Regions from separate parts of the Rattus norvegicus genome. Here region 1 is linked to region 2. Evidence: chromatin contacts called from public Hi-C data. All regions are on one chromosome and are shown on one strand. Each heading gives the region's core, a stretch centred on a gene start, on an enhancer-like site or on the middle of the called end of the contact. The rest is flanking DNA. Distances are from core to core; before and after follow the strand shown.

Evidence for each region. Hi-C and Micro-C count contacts between places; a contact is called where the count stands out from the background.
Region 1: a Hi-C map of liver shows a contact between it and region 2, with 5 times the contacts expected there. The contact joins two enhancer-like sites. A contact is called at or near these places in 7 of 12 Hi-C or Micro-C datasets (the A7r5 cell line, Schwann cells, frontal cortex and 3 more).

What each region holds. Positions count from the first base shown.
Region 1 is chr11:57,297,535-57,304,656 of GRCr8, forward strand. It overlaps Adgrg7 (adhesion G protein-coupled receptor G7), which reads left to right. Exons shown (of 16, transcript NM_001107098.1): 2 at 571-684; 3 at 1,356-1,460; 4 at 2,956-3,068; 5 at 4,952-5,101. Among named protein-coding and RNA genes, the nearest start is that of Adgrg7, 18 kb to the left of the region's middle. Within about 2 kb of position 2,792, at least 2 of the 93 cell types and tissues checked have an H3K27ac peak or open chromatin away from gene starts, as enhancers often do. A contact at or near this core is called in liver, where this site is marked.
Region 2 is chr11:56,823,892-56,830,769 of GRCr8, forward strand. It overlaps Tbc1d23 (TBC1 domain family, member 23), which reads left to right. Exons shown (of 19, transcript NM_001371895.1): 17 at 2,521-2,656; 18 at 3,721-3,915; 19 at 5,132-6,734. The coding sequence ends at 5,213. Among named protein-coding and RNA genes, the nearest start is that of Nit2, 5.8 kb to the right of the region's middle. Within about 2 kb of position 2,445, at least 2 of the 93 cell types and tissues checked have an H3K27ac peak or open chromatin away from gene starts, as enhancers often do. A contact at or near this core is called in liver, where this site is marked.

The DNA.
Region 1 (7,122 bases), core at 1,542-4,041, 470 kb after region 2:
CAGTCAGGACAAGAACTTGAAGACAGGGCCCAATGCAGAAGCCAGAGAGGAGGGCTACTTACTAGCCTGCTCCCCATAGCTTACTCGGCCTCATTCCTTATCAAACTTGGGACCATTAACCCAGGAATGGTACCACCCACAATGGGCTGAACTCTTCCTCATCACTCATTAATTAAGAAAATGCTTTAAATGCTAGCCTACAGTCCAATGTTATGGAGGCATTTAGACATCCGGTGCTCCTTCCTCTTAAATGACTCTAGCCTGTATTAAGTTGACATAAAAACAACCATCATAGTATCTAAGCAGTATTTGAAAGTCTGCATGCTAATTTAGTCAATCTGTCTGTCTATTATCTATCTATTTATCATCTATCTGCTCTTAGAAGATTCCCATTGTAAGCTATGTCTTTTAAATACCTTTCTAATATCCATAATACTATATATTGATAAGGATATTAAAATGGATTATTATGCAATTTGGTTTTGCATATAGAAATTAAAGGGCTACAGACTTGGAAAAAAAGTTAACTGGCAAGTTCCCATATTATTCTGTTGTTTACTGGATCTTCAGGGTCATCTGTTTCTGTGTCAAGCACTCCTGTACAGTTCTGCAGGAATGGTGGAACCTGGCAAAATGGCAGATGCATTTGTACTGAAGAGTGGAGAGGACTCAGATGTACAATCGGTAAGTTACTTGACTAATACTATGATGACATATTGGTGAGCCTTTTGCTAGTAACAACAGCAGCAAAAAAATAATCTAGAAGCTTTAGCTAAAGACTATAGACACAATATGCAGAAACACATCCCAGCCGCACACTTTCCTACACTCAAACCCTCACATAAAAGAACACACAACACAATAATCTTAGATCCAATTGGTAAGATATAATTGCTCACTTAAACATACAAAGCCCGGTACTATCCATCCCTTGAGAACATTAATAACAACCTGTAAATACACAGAGCAGAATCTTAGCATCACCTGCCATCTTGTCCTGCCACGGCTTCTCCCCTCTCTCTGTCTTTCCTGTCTCTGTCCTAGTCTCCTCCTCTTCCTTCAAACTTCTCTCCCGCCCATCCTTCCTTCTCCTCCAATGGCAGGCCTCCTTCTATCCTGTACCTGCCCCTCACCTGTACCTTACAAATTCAATGGAGAGTTGGTTCTGGTGAAGTCACCCGAGTCCTGAGTACACGACTAGGCAGCTGTCCTTGAGGCAGCGGAATTAGCATCAAAACACAGTAACTTCAGGGCAAACCACAACTCAAAGGTTCTGAACTTCATCTTTCACCCATTTTCAAATTTCAAAAATAGAAAATATAGTTAATAACGAGAGAAATGTGTTTTCATTACAGCTAATTTCTGTGAAAATAGTACCTTCATGAACTTCACCTTCGGCAAAATCCCAGTGGGCAGATATGGACCTTCTTTTCAAATATGTGGACCAAACACTGTAAATGGTATGTGTTTCCCCTGGGATCTGTTTTACCACAAGAACAGTGCAGATCTGCAGCCAGATCTCATGGGACCATTTTCTCAATGAAGTTCCCATCTCTCAGATGACTATAGTTTGTGTCAACTTGGCACAAAACTAGACAGCACAGGCCTCTTAATAGCTCAGAAAGCTAAAGGAACATGTCAATATATTTTTTTACTATGCATGTTTTATAGACAACATTATACTCTACAGTACGCCTATGGATAACTGTTAGCTTCAGTTTCTATATGTATATACCTTACATTTTTATGTTTTATAAACCAGATACAACTTACAAATCATAACTGCATGCTATGAGTTGGAAAATTAAGTATCAGAAATATGTCCATGATCGTCAGCACAGCTGTTTGATCTAACACTTTGGAGGTGCTAAGACAGTCTCGGTATCACCTTTTGTTTGACAGTTATCTGACTCTTGAGTAGCTATTATGAAAATGTTTATTATATGTACCGTTGAATTTCAGATTGAGTCCATGTCATTTTAAAGATAGATATCTATATCTATATCTATCTGTATCTATATCTATATCTATATCTATATATATCTTTATATTGATCCTGAGAAAACATTTCCTGAGTGATTAGCCACCCTTTAATTGTGATTTTACCTATACATATTATGAATCAGTACTAATTGGATGAGAATGAGGTGGAAAGTTCAGGTAATCTGAGGAAACAAACCCGCCCCAGGAAATGCTTTACTGAGAGCCAATAGAACATCTAGCATTTGCTGCAATACTCTGTAATTCTGTCTTTGGGGAGTCACCCAGATTTGCAGAGATAAAGGATTGACATATATCTTAATAGCCAGTAAGAAATTTTCATATCGGTTCTGGTCTTAGCCTAGTATACCTTCATTGAGTCCGGTTCAAAGTCATTTCATTCCTGTGCTAGAAAGTAAATCTTTCTTGAGACAAAGAGAAGAGTAATAGCAACCAGACTGGTCATGCCAGAAGCTCCCATTTTAAAAATCAAGACAATTTGTGCAGAATACTTTGGCAACTGGTTGACTTTTCTACAACAAGGTATTAAAATAACTCCAAATGTTTATCCTAAAACAACAATGCTTTAGGTATCTCCCCATTCTATGAGTTGGTTGTGGCAGCCAGAATGTTCATTTGGGGAACATGTACGCTGGCCATTAGCTACAGCACCTCAATCCAGTAGTACATAGTCTGTCTTCCAATCATTAAACTCACTTCCTCATATATTACTTCAAGAAAGCACTCTAACATCCTAACACGGTGGAGACCGAAACTGAAAGAATGTTTGAGGCCCAGGTGCTGGGAGTCACGTATTGGCACCACACTCCACTGACCAAGGTCAGTCACAGGTCAGCCCAGATTCAAGAGTGAATCCATGCCAGGCTCCGCAGAATCGCAGTGGCATGAAGTATGCATGCAGTGAGTTCCACATCTGGCATTGTGCTCATTTCTTCTTTTCCTCTTTTATTGAAGCGGGCCAGCCTCAAGCAACTCGGCTGTGTGGTGTTTCTGAGTATGGAGTGATAGAAGCACTAAATGTTACAATAGGAAACTGTGATAAAAATCTAGAGATTCTGGAGAAGCAGGTAAGCCTTCTAGCCCACCCACTGGGCAACTGGGATACATTCTGAGTCTAGGCCAATTCTTTGGTCTTCACATACCTGATGGACAAATCAATGCTCTTAAAACTCTCAAATTACAGATCACAAAACCAGTAAGTGAAACCATTCTTATTTGGTTAAAGTTGCCCCTGTTTAACGTTGACATTTTATTTCAGCAAGTGGTAGCCTAGAAAATATTGTAAATGGCCTTATATTTATAGACTGATCAAGCTTTGACTGAACATAGAATCCTGGCTTCATAAACCAAAGATGATCTACTCCATCAAAAGGAATGAAAAAAAAACAAAAAACAAAAACAAAAAACAAAACAGAACAATGACCCATAGTCACAGACAACTTCAGACTGTCTTTAGTCTCGGGGCTATATCCATGAGCTAGCAAAATAACGATTGATGACTAGATATGTTTCCATTCATCCTAATTTATATGGACTGAGGGATAGACAATAGAGCACGCATGGAAGTGCTAACTTGTATGCTCATGCAAGAAGAGGAAGAAGCTGAAAACTTTGATGTAGGGATGTCTTTGTTCAGGTATTTTATATCTATCTTATTTCTTCTTTATCAAATTGGATACCATTTCCATACTAAAGGTAATTGCAGCTAATGCCAACAATGATCATTTACAGCTACCAAATCCAGATGATCCTGGATCATAAAATGTGATTAAGACCTGATAAGCCCACTGTAAATTTAAAATGTATTTAATTCACCTAATCTACTCAGCACCAGGGTTAACCAACGCAGCACACTCTATAAAGTGGTCAGTTGTTATTTTCATCATCTTGTAAATGACTAGAAACCATGGCTTACTGCTGTCCAGAATTATGAAAGTGTATCCCATCTCCACGTTGCTAGCATATAGGAGGAAAAGGCCAAATAAAAGTTCAATGTGTGGTTAGTACTGAGTAAATCACTTTTGAATTGCTACACCAAAGCCAATAAATAAATAAACGAAATGTAAACCAATTGGAGATTTGCCTGTACCATTTAAGACATTTTGAGTACACTGCTAAGTTTTTGAAATCATGTTTAAGTTTTAAACAAACATTACAGATAAAATTATTATAGGTGAGAAAAAGTAGAACTCTTCAGTGAGACGCTTTTGCTAGGGACCATCACCAAGCAGACACACAGCTACTGCTAAGTTTAAAATCTAGAACGAACCACAGCAACTCCCTTATCACAGATGGCCAGGATGTGGGTGGGTTGGGAATGGGAAATAGGATGTGCAGGTAGCTGTCAATCACACATGCTGAAAGAAATAGTGCAGATTCTGGAGTCTGACAAGTAGACTCTCTGTGGTTTTGAAGCTGTGTAAACTTAGAAGAAGCTTCTAAAGTTCTCTAAGTCTTTAAGTGATATGAGGGAGCTCAGCTTACAGAACCATTTCCTATTATAAATTATGTAACATCACACCTTAAAACACCAGTGCGCGCAGCACAGACTTGGCTGTTGAATTTAAATTTTTTTTTCTACTGCCTCGGTACAAGTTGAGTACAAGTTTGGTTTTTGACGTTATGGTGCCATCTAGTGTAAAGCTAAGTGTAAAGCTAAGTTCATTCCATCCCCACATTTTAACCCCAGCTCCGTGAAGACATGATTACAGCACTTCCTCACTCTTAATATAATGCAAGCAGATAGTAGAGAATGAGGAAATTGCCTGGGCTTTGTAAACTGTATCCCTTACACAAAGAAAGGGACAAACAAAGGCTCGGTTAAACAGCTCATTCAACTGCAGTCATTTGCAAAATGTTTAGGAATACTTGTATAAACTAGACCTTTTGAAACAAACAAAACTACTTTTTTTTTCCTGCCCTCTCCCCAAACAAAACTACTTTTAAACAGATAAACGACATCTCGAACAACTCTCAGAATATTTCTTCAGATGCTCAGGTTTTAACAACAGATGCCAGTAAACTGACAGCTGAGAACATCACTTCTGCTACTACAGTGGTTGGACAGATCTTCAATAAAACCAGAAATGCTAATAGTGAGGTAAAACATAAGATTTGTTTTATTCACTAGACATACCTCTCATTGCCCACCTCCTGGTCATTCCCTCCCACAATTCTTCCTCCTATCCCCACTCCCCTTCTCCTCTGAGTGGGTGGGGGCCCCCTGAATATTCTCCCACCCTGATACATCAGAGGCTAGACACATCCTCTCCCGCTGTGGCCAGACAAGGCAGCCCAACTGGAAGAACATATCTCAAGGGTAGGCAACAGCTTTTGGAATAGCCCCTGCTCCAGTTGTTTGGGACCTACATGAAGAACAACCCTTCCTATCCAGTTCAGTCCCACAACCCTTTCCCCTATTCTATAGGTGTCACCAAACTGCATCCACTGCTTGGCTATGGGTGTCTGCATCTGTCTGAGTCAGCTGCTGGGTAGAGTCTCTCAGAGAACAGTCATGCTAGGCTCCTGTCTGCAAGCATAACAGAGCATCATTAATAGTGTCAGGGATTGGTGCTTTCCCATGGGATGGGTCTCAAGTTGGGCCAGTTACTGGATGGTGATTTCCTCAGTCTCTGTTCCATCCCCCATTCATGCATTTCTTATAGACAGGATAAATTTTGGGTGGGAAGTTTTGTGGGCACTCCAGTGGGGTTTTTCTGCCTGGTTACAGAAGGTGACTTCTTCCGATTCCATAGCCCCAGTGATATGACAGCTAAGGTCACTCCATTGATTCTTGGGTGCCTCCCTCATCCCAGGTTTCTGCCACATCCTGGAGATCCCCCCAGCTCTCTGCACCTGTCAATCTCCTGTCCCTCCCCACACCTGATCATGAACCCTCCCCATCCCCATTCCCTCCCAGTTCCCTCCTCCCATCTGCCTCTTATGACTACTTTATTCCCCTTCTAAGTGAGATTCAAGCATCCTTGCTTGCTCCTTCCTTCTTGTTTAGCTTCTTTAGGCCTGTGGAGTGTTGCATGGGTATCCTGTATTTTATGGCTAATGTCCACTTATAAGTGAGTACATAGCATGCATGTCCCTCTGGGGACTGAAAACCCAAGATTTTAAGTCATAAGAGATGTTTGGGATTGTAGCCTATTGGTAGTGTTTCATAAGCATCTGCAGGGCCTTAGGTTTGGTTCCCAAAGCTCTGAAATGGGAGGAACATCCCGAATCCTATTCCTAATCCTATGATTTGGGTGGTGTTAGGACCACTGAACAGAGAACCCTTCTTGGGGAGATGCTCAAAGAAGTTAAACTCCTTGTCTAAATATCCTCTGGGATTGATATGATGGTTATTATTACATCGGATATCCCGGCATGTCTTGGAATAAAAAAGCCTCTTTAACTTTCATATGTACAGATTAACAAATTTATTAAACTGTGCCATACCTGTTCTACCACAAATAAACAGTTTTCCTATACACTTGCCCTGAAAATACATCTTTCAAGCTTTGCATGTTGTGACAAGCATACTCAAAGGTTGGTCCCTGGGTTGCTCAAAGGCCTTAATCCAGGTTTGCAGGTCTAATATTATGGCCTTCTAAATTATCAAACATAAAGAAAAGGAAGTTATACTCAACACGTGTCATCAGTGGAGTTCTTGTTTTGGTCAGCAGGGCTGTAAGCCTTTCAAAATGAATTATATCAGCACACTTGTCTCCTTTGTGTTTTACAAATACCTTCTTTCAAAACTCGTCCCAATTACCAAAGGTCCTTTGAAAAGTAGGTTTTAAGTAACAAGGTAATTAAAGACAGAAGTCAAAGAATATGCATTTCTGACTGTAAAGTTTATAGAAAAATCACTCATAGGAATAAAAGGACTATGTCTCTAACACTCCCAAGCGTTCGATTATCAGAAAACAATTTTACTGATAACTAAGTTGTTACACCTGACACTAAGTATTTAAGTTATGCTGAATATTGTGGGCCATGAGGCTTGGGCAGGTGGCATTGCAGCAATGGTTTGGTCAACTTTTATCCAAGCCAATTGTTTTTGAGTGGAAAGGGCTCTGGGAATGATCTTATGAAGTCAAATTCCAAACCCTAAGCATCCTACATCAC
Region 2 (6,878 bases), core at 1,195-3,694:
AGATCCCCAGGAACAGGAGTGACAGACGGCTGGGAGCTGCCACATGGGTGCTGGGAACTGAACCCCGTCCTCTGCAAGAGCAGCCAGTGCTGTCAGTGCTCCATCCCAGCCCCCTGTCAGCCCAGTGTGCCCTGTCTGCTGTGGATATTCCCATTTGCCCAGTCTGAGGATTCAACTCTGGAGTCTTCTGCTTAAGTTTTGGGCGGCTCCAGTTTTATACATCCATCACGAAGAACTTTGAAAGTCTGTCCATAGAGTTAGCCCTTAGCAGTAAGATTGCTCAAGAAAAGCAGTTGATGTTTCAATAACATTACAAATTTGACTGCTAAAACATTTGCAGTGAAGTAAATATGATATTTCTAGCTGTTTCTTTTTCCTTTGTCATCTCTGTTGCCGTCTTCCTGGTGCTATGTACTTCTTTGTCCTCCTGATTATTTTAACTTCCTTCTTGAGCAAAAGGGAGAGAATGAGTGGACAGTGGATGAGCCCACTGTGGTCTATTTGACACTTCCCGACAAACATGCCTACGTATGAGATGGAAAGTTGGACATAGCAAAAGGGGGACACTGGAACTGTATGCGTCAGCATGCATGACTGCTACAGTGTTGGGAGACGGGTAGCAGTCCCAGAAGACTGTGTTGTACTTCACTGCCTCTCTCAGATAGATGCAGATGCTTCTGCATTCTGAAGATGAGCACATTGATTACAGGAAGGACCCCTGTAGGACTGTTCACACGGGAAGTCCCTATTGGCAAAGAGAAGGTGCCCAGAGGAGGGAATAACAACCTGAGGGCTGGAGGGTTGACGCCTGACATTTTCTTTAGTGTTGTCTCTATCGTGAACAAGTCACTGAAAGCAAAGGTGCCGGGAGATAGCCCACTCAATAAAGTGCGAACCTGAGTCCAGTCCTCTCTTCTACTTCTGGAAGAAGGCGGGGGTGGCACTCGCCTTTAATCCCAGCACTTCAGAGGCAGAGGCAGAGGCTGTCTGTTCGAGACCAGTCTGGTTTATAGAGTGAGTCCCAGGGCACCCAGGGCTACACAGAGAAACCGTCTCACCAAGAAAACAAAAACAGTTAACTATGGTGGCTGACAAACTTAGGTTTTCAATTGCTGGGATAAAACACTATGACCAAAACAACTTAGAGAAAAAAGGGTTTATTTCACCCTCCAGTTCTGCGGTCATACTCCATCTCTGAGGACAGAAACAAAGCCAGATCGTGGAGGGAGGGCTACTTACTGCCTTGCTCAGCCTACTTTCTCACAGCACTAAGAACTACCAGCCATGGGTGGCACCACATAGAGTAATCTGGTCTGCCCGTATCAATCATCAATAATAAAACACGCACAGGCTCCCTCAGGCCAATCTAATGGGGCATTTTTTCAACTGAGGTTTTCTTTCATAATTACTTTGTTAAGTTGTCATGAAACTAGTTAGCAGAGGGGCCCATGCTGGCAATACCACCCACCAGGATGAAGAGATGAGTGGATCCCCGGGGTTTGTTCACACCCAGCCAGCCTAGTGAGCCTATGAGCTCCAGGGCAGTGACAAACACTGTCTCAAAACAAAGGTGGATGTCTCAAAAAAAAAAAAAAAAGAGGGGCAGGGGAGGGGCGGGGAGGGGTGGAAGGGGTGAGGAGGGGAGCAGGGAGGGGGAAAGGGAGCAAGCTGGTCAGATGGTTCAGTAGGTGAGGGGCTTGCTGCCAAGCAAGCATGGTAACTTGAGTTCAGGACACACATCATGTGCAGGTAGATCTGATTCTTATAAGAGAACCTCTGCCTCCATACCTCACACCCACACATGTGCGCATGCGCGCACACACACACACACACACACACACACACACGCGCGCGCGCGCGCACGCGCGTTAAGTAAGGCTGAGAGATGGCTCAGCAGTTAGGAACACTCACTTCTCCAGAGGACCTGAACTTGCTTCCAGCATCATGGCAGGGAGCCCTCTAGGGAATCTAGTGTTCTCTTCTGTCCCACGCATGATATAGACTGACACACACGCTCACATAAATAAAAATACAGAAATATAAAAATTCAAAACTATAAAGAGCGGTTGGCTTCTGAGGAGTGATAGCAGCAGCTGTCCTCTGGCCCCCACAGGCATATGCCCACACTTGCACTCTAGGAACACACACGAAGACAAAGGGGGAATTCTTAACCCGAGGCACTGCAATTCTTAATTTAGGAAAACAAAATTAGAATGTTTATTTCCATTGAAAAACATTTTCTGATGTATGGAGACCGAACTTAGTGTTATTTTCTATCTACAAGTCAGAGACTTCCTCCCCTGCCCCAAGACAGCTGCTTCTCACTGATGCGTCAGACCATAGTTGCTCATCTTTTATCAAAACCCTGCAAAATGTACTCCCAGTAGTTTGACTGGACTAAGGGGTTGTTTCCCAATGACCCTGTAACAGAGCCAATAGGGTTCAAAGTGCTTCTTATGCGGTTCCCTTGGTGCCCTGTGTCCATGGTGCTGACGCCCTTTAACACTTCTCTGACCTCAGATGAGATCGACAGCTCTTCCATGTCAGATGATGATAGAAAGGAAGTCGTAAACATCCAGACCTGGATCAACAAGCCAGACATCAAGCACCATTTTCCTTGTAAAGAAGTAAAAGAAAGCGGGCATATGTTTCCCAGGTACTTTTGAAAATCTTTTTGCAAGTAACTCGAATTAGGAAAGGCTAATATAAAAGTAAATTGCCAGGGACCTTTATTCAAGTGCTAAAGGCCTAATTTCTCACTGTCAACCCGCATTAAGTGTCTGTTTTTAAAGGTCTTAGGCACTTAGTATTTTGGAGATTCTGAGACAGGCTCTGATGCCCCTCTCCTGGACACGTTGGCTTGGCAGCTCTTCACAGTCCCCACAGTAAGTGTGGCACAGTCAGGCTGTTCAGGCCACCTCACCCTAAGTGCTCAGCACGCATGTCCCAAGGATATGGGCAGTATGTCCCAAGGATATGGGCAGTTTCTGTTGTAACTCCAGTGCCATCGTTCACCAGAATGAAGGTTACTGAGTTAATGCTGCCCTAGGTCATCCCCAGTGTTTCCAGTGTTCCCGAGTCAGCCTTGCCAGTTTCCCTTCTCTTCTGGGTCCGTCCTGCACTGCCTGCTACTGCCTGCCTCTTGTCGCGCAGTGTCTCGTGGGCCTCGCCCTTTCTCTTACATACCTGTTCTCCTCACAAAGCTAGGCCAGGGAGCAAAATGGTTCACGTTCTAGGCCTGTTCAGCAGTTTGCCTCCTGTTTGTTATGCTGGAAGACAGCTAAATTCTGAGAGTTTTGAGGTTTTCTCTTTTAATTGCTTTTAATCTGTGCCCATTTTGCCTTCAAGATTTAGTTGCAGAATATTACAAAATATGTAAGGAAACCCAACAGTTGCCAAGTGGGCTTAGACGGAGAGTAGTTTTGGATACATATAATCTGTTAAAAATTCTGAGAATGGCAGGACAGTCCATTAAAACTTAAACATTATATATTATACTCAACTTTTCACTATTAAACATACCTTTACTCTTAAGTAATGTGGTATTATCTGTTAATTAAAGCTATTTTACATAAAATTAAATAAAAATATATAGCTTGTTCATCAAATATATTCATAGGTAACTCAAAATAATTCTTTAAAGCTGAATTTGTTTACAGTTGGAGCTGTTGAACTATGTCTGTTGGAACCCTATTCATTTAAGCTTCCTTTTTTTTCAAGTCATCTGTTGGTTACGGCCACACATATGTACTGCTTAAGGGAGATTCTTTCGAGGAAAGGACTGGCTTATATCCAGTCTCGACAAGCACTAAATTCTGTAGTTAAAATTACGTCCAAAAAAAAACATCCTGAGCTAATTACCTTCAAGTATGGAAACAGCAGTGCTTCCGGGATAGAAATCTTGGCTATCGAAAGGTAAGATTTTATTATTATTATTATTATTATTATTATTATTATTATTATTATTATTATTATTATCTGAATCAATGCAACCCATTAAGTGCAGGCTCCTTCTTGATTTTTCTGAGTGGGTATTGACTGAGGTGCTCCGCTCTGGGAACACCTCATCTGTAATCTTCCTAGAGTGCTCATAAGTGGCTTCTACACTGGTGCATGATTTCAGTTACACTGTGGCAGACGTCACCTCAGAGTCATTAAGAATAATCTAGACATCAAGAGGGATGGCTTATCAGGTAAAGGCACTTGTTGCCAAGCCTGAGGAGTCGAGTCCCTGAGCTCGACTTAACACTCTGACATAAGTACCCTGCACCCCCACTAAGTAAGTGTAATATAGAAACAAACAAGAAGAAATACCGTAACAGTCTAGAGACTCTGTCATGAGGGCCAGACCTCAGTTCCCAGCATCTAGAACCCACGTGCAGTGGCTCACAGATGCTATACTCCCCCTCCCCGCCAGGCAAGACAAGCTGGTTGGGGTGGCACACTTCTTTAATCCCAGCACTAAGGAGGCAGGGGCAGGTGGATCTGAGTTCAAGACCATCATGTCCTACAGAATGAGTTCCAGGACAGCCAGGGCTACACAAAAAAACTCAAAATCAAACCAAAACAAAAAAAGACATGCAGTGCATGTGCACAATGCATATACACAAGTAAAACATTGTTTAGAAAAAGAATTATACAAATGCTATATTAAATGCTGATTTGTGGGGAAATAAATTTGTCTTAGAATGCTAAGTTGGTGTTTTATTTTCTATCATCAAAACTTCCCACCCTAGAGATGGTTTGAATCTGTTTTAGACAACCTAATGTTTTGCTTGAGGTCAGACTAGCAGGTCCTGGAGCTGTCATTGTCTGTGGAATTGGATGCCATCAAATCCTAACTGTAGCAGCTTAAATGACATCTGTACTAGACAGCAAGCACAGTGGTTACCTGTGTTTTCTTTGCACATTACACATGCTTAGATACTTAGGTAGTTCAGAGAATCTTAGCTGTGTAACATGAGAAGTCCCTGGCTTTGACTTTTGGATTTTCAAGGAGCAGTTTGATCATCTGCTGAGGGAAGTTTATGGAGCACATAGCAGGGCATCTTTGCTACCTTTATGTGACATCTCAACAGAGGTCTGAAGGGAGCGTGCTGTATTAATACATATGTCTGTCTTTCCTCCATAGGTATTTGATTCCCAATGCAGGAGATGCTACCAGAGCCATAAAACAGCAGATCATGAAAGTGTTGGATGCTTTGGAAAGTTAATGTAAAAGAAAGTTATTTAAGAGAAATTAAGGCAACGAAGAGAAACATGAAAATATATTTCCTGACTCAATACTAACCAGAGACCTTTGATTTGCTCACGGGGTGCCTGAGGAGAGGGTCTAAATGCAAATTATTGTAATCAATCTCGGGATGGGTACACTTTTTTAAAAATTTCTTTTGCATCTTTGGTTTTATATGATGATTTATTATAAAGGTCAGTTATTAAATGACTTTTAAGTAACTGGCCTTGTGCCCTATGGATCAAGGGCTTAGAATGCAGTTCTGTTTTGAAGAGCTGTTTTAAAGACATGCATCATTTTCGGTTCTAAAACAACTGTACACATACGTATTTGCAATGTCTTCACTGAAATTTATGGATAGAATTAGTTGAAGAGATTTAATTGCTACATTGAGTTTTACTACAATGAGCATTATTGGAAAATAAATGGTTAGATTCATAATTAGCTCACTGTTTCTGTTCTTAAAAAGATTGAAGTCTGTTTGATAGAATGGATGGAGATCATAGCAACTCCAGTACAGTCCCTAGGAGACCCTGAAGTGTCAGCTTCGCCCCATCTTTGCTCCAGTGGGTAATTATTCAGAGACAATTGACTCAGAGACAGAGAGCCTCATCCCAGGGTTTGCTAAGGAACAGTTAACAGCATTAGAAGTAAGTAGGCATGTTAGGTTAAAATTAGCACTCGGGGGACAGAATTGTATCTGTAAGAATGTCATGGGTCATTTGGTCTAGGCTGTTTCAAATGTTTTGAACACACTGATTATCCTCCTTGAAATGATCACCTGTGACCACACTAATGTCCAGTTTAAAAATAGATAATCAGAGAGCTACAGAAATTTTATTGTTTTTCTATCACTTTCTAAAAAATTTTTTGGTTTTGTCTTCTCAGTAAAATCTCAGTAGTTGAAACTTTTTTTTCATTCTTGTACTCTGGGAAAAAAAAAAAAAGCCAGAAGCGGCCTGCTTGTTTTGCAGCTTGCTCAGATTAATTTCTGTGGCCCATATTAGCCACTGTGCTGAGAGATCCAGAACATCTTTGGACCATGGGATGATTTTTATAAAATCTGTTTGAAAAATAGTAAACATAACCTGCCAAGTCATACAATGTCATAGATTTTCTCCAAGGGGTTGGTTGATAGAAGTATCTAGGTGTACCCCACTAGTAGCCAGTGTTTTAATTTGCATAATGGAAATCAAGTGAATAAAAGATAACATAATTAAAAGAACTCTATTCTGATATCTAAATAAAAACAGTGTATTTGAGTGGTTGAAGACATTTGCATGAGATTGCACCCTGTGAGGTACTTGATATTTATAACTCTTCTCCCAAACTGTTGTATTTCATTTCTTCCATTTTCTTGACACCCTCTTTGAAATGTCCTGAAGTCTCATTTTTCAACCATCTCAGCTATGGGACTTTTTTCATAATATTAATGTAAAGATGTTTGTGTTACTGTTTATAAATTACAATTGTAAATAAACTGATACAAGTTTGCTCAAAACTTCTGCTCTCGAGGCTGTTTTGTTCTCTTTCTTTTATCAGTATTGTATCTGCAGATTAAACGTTTGTCATATATGCACCTTAGGTAGGCTAAAACTAATGACACTAGTTGGGGGTTGGAGTGATCACTGAGGCAGGGGGATCA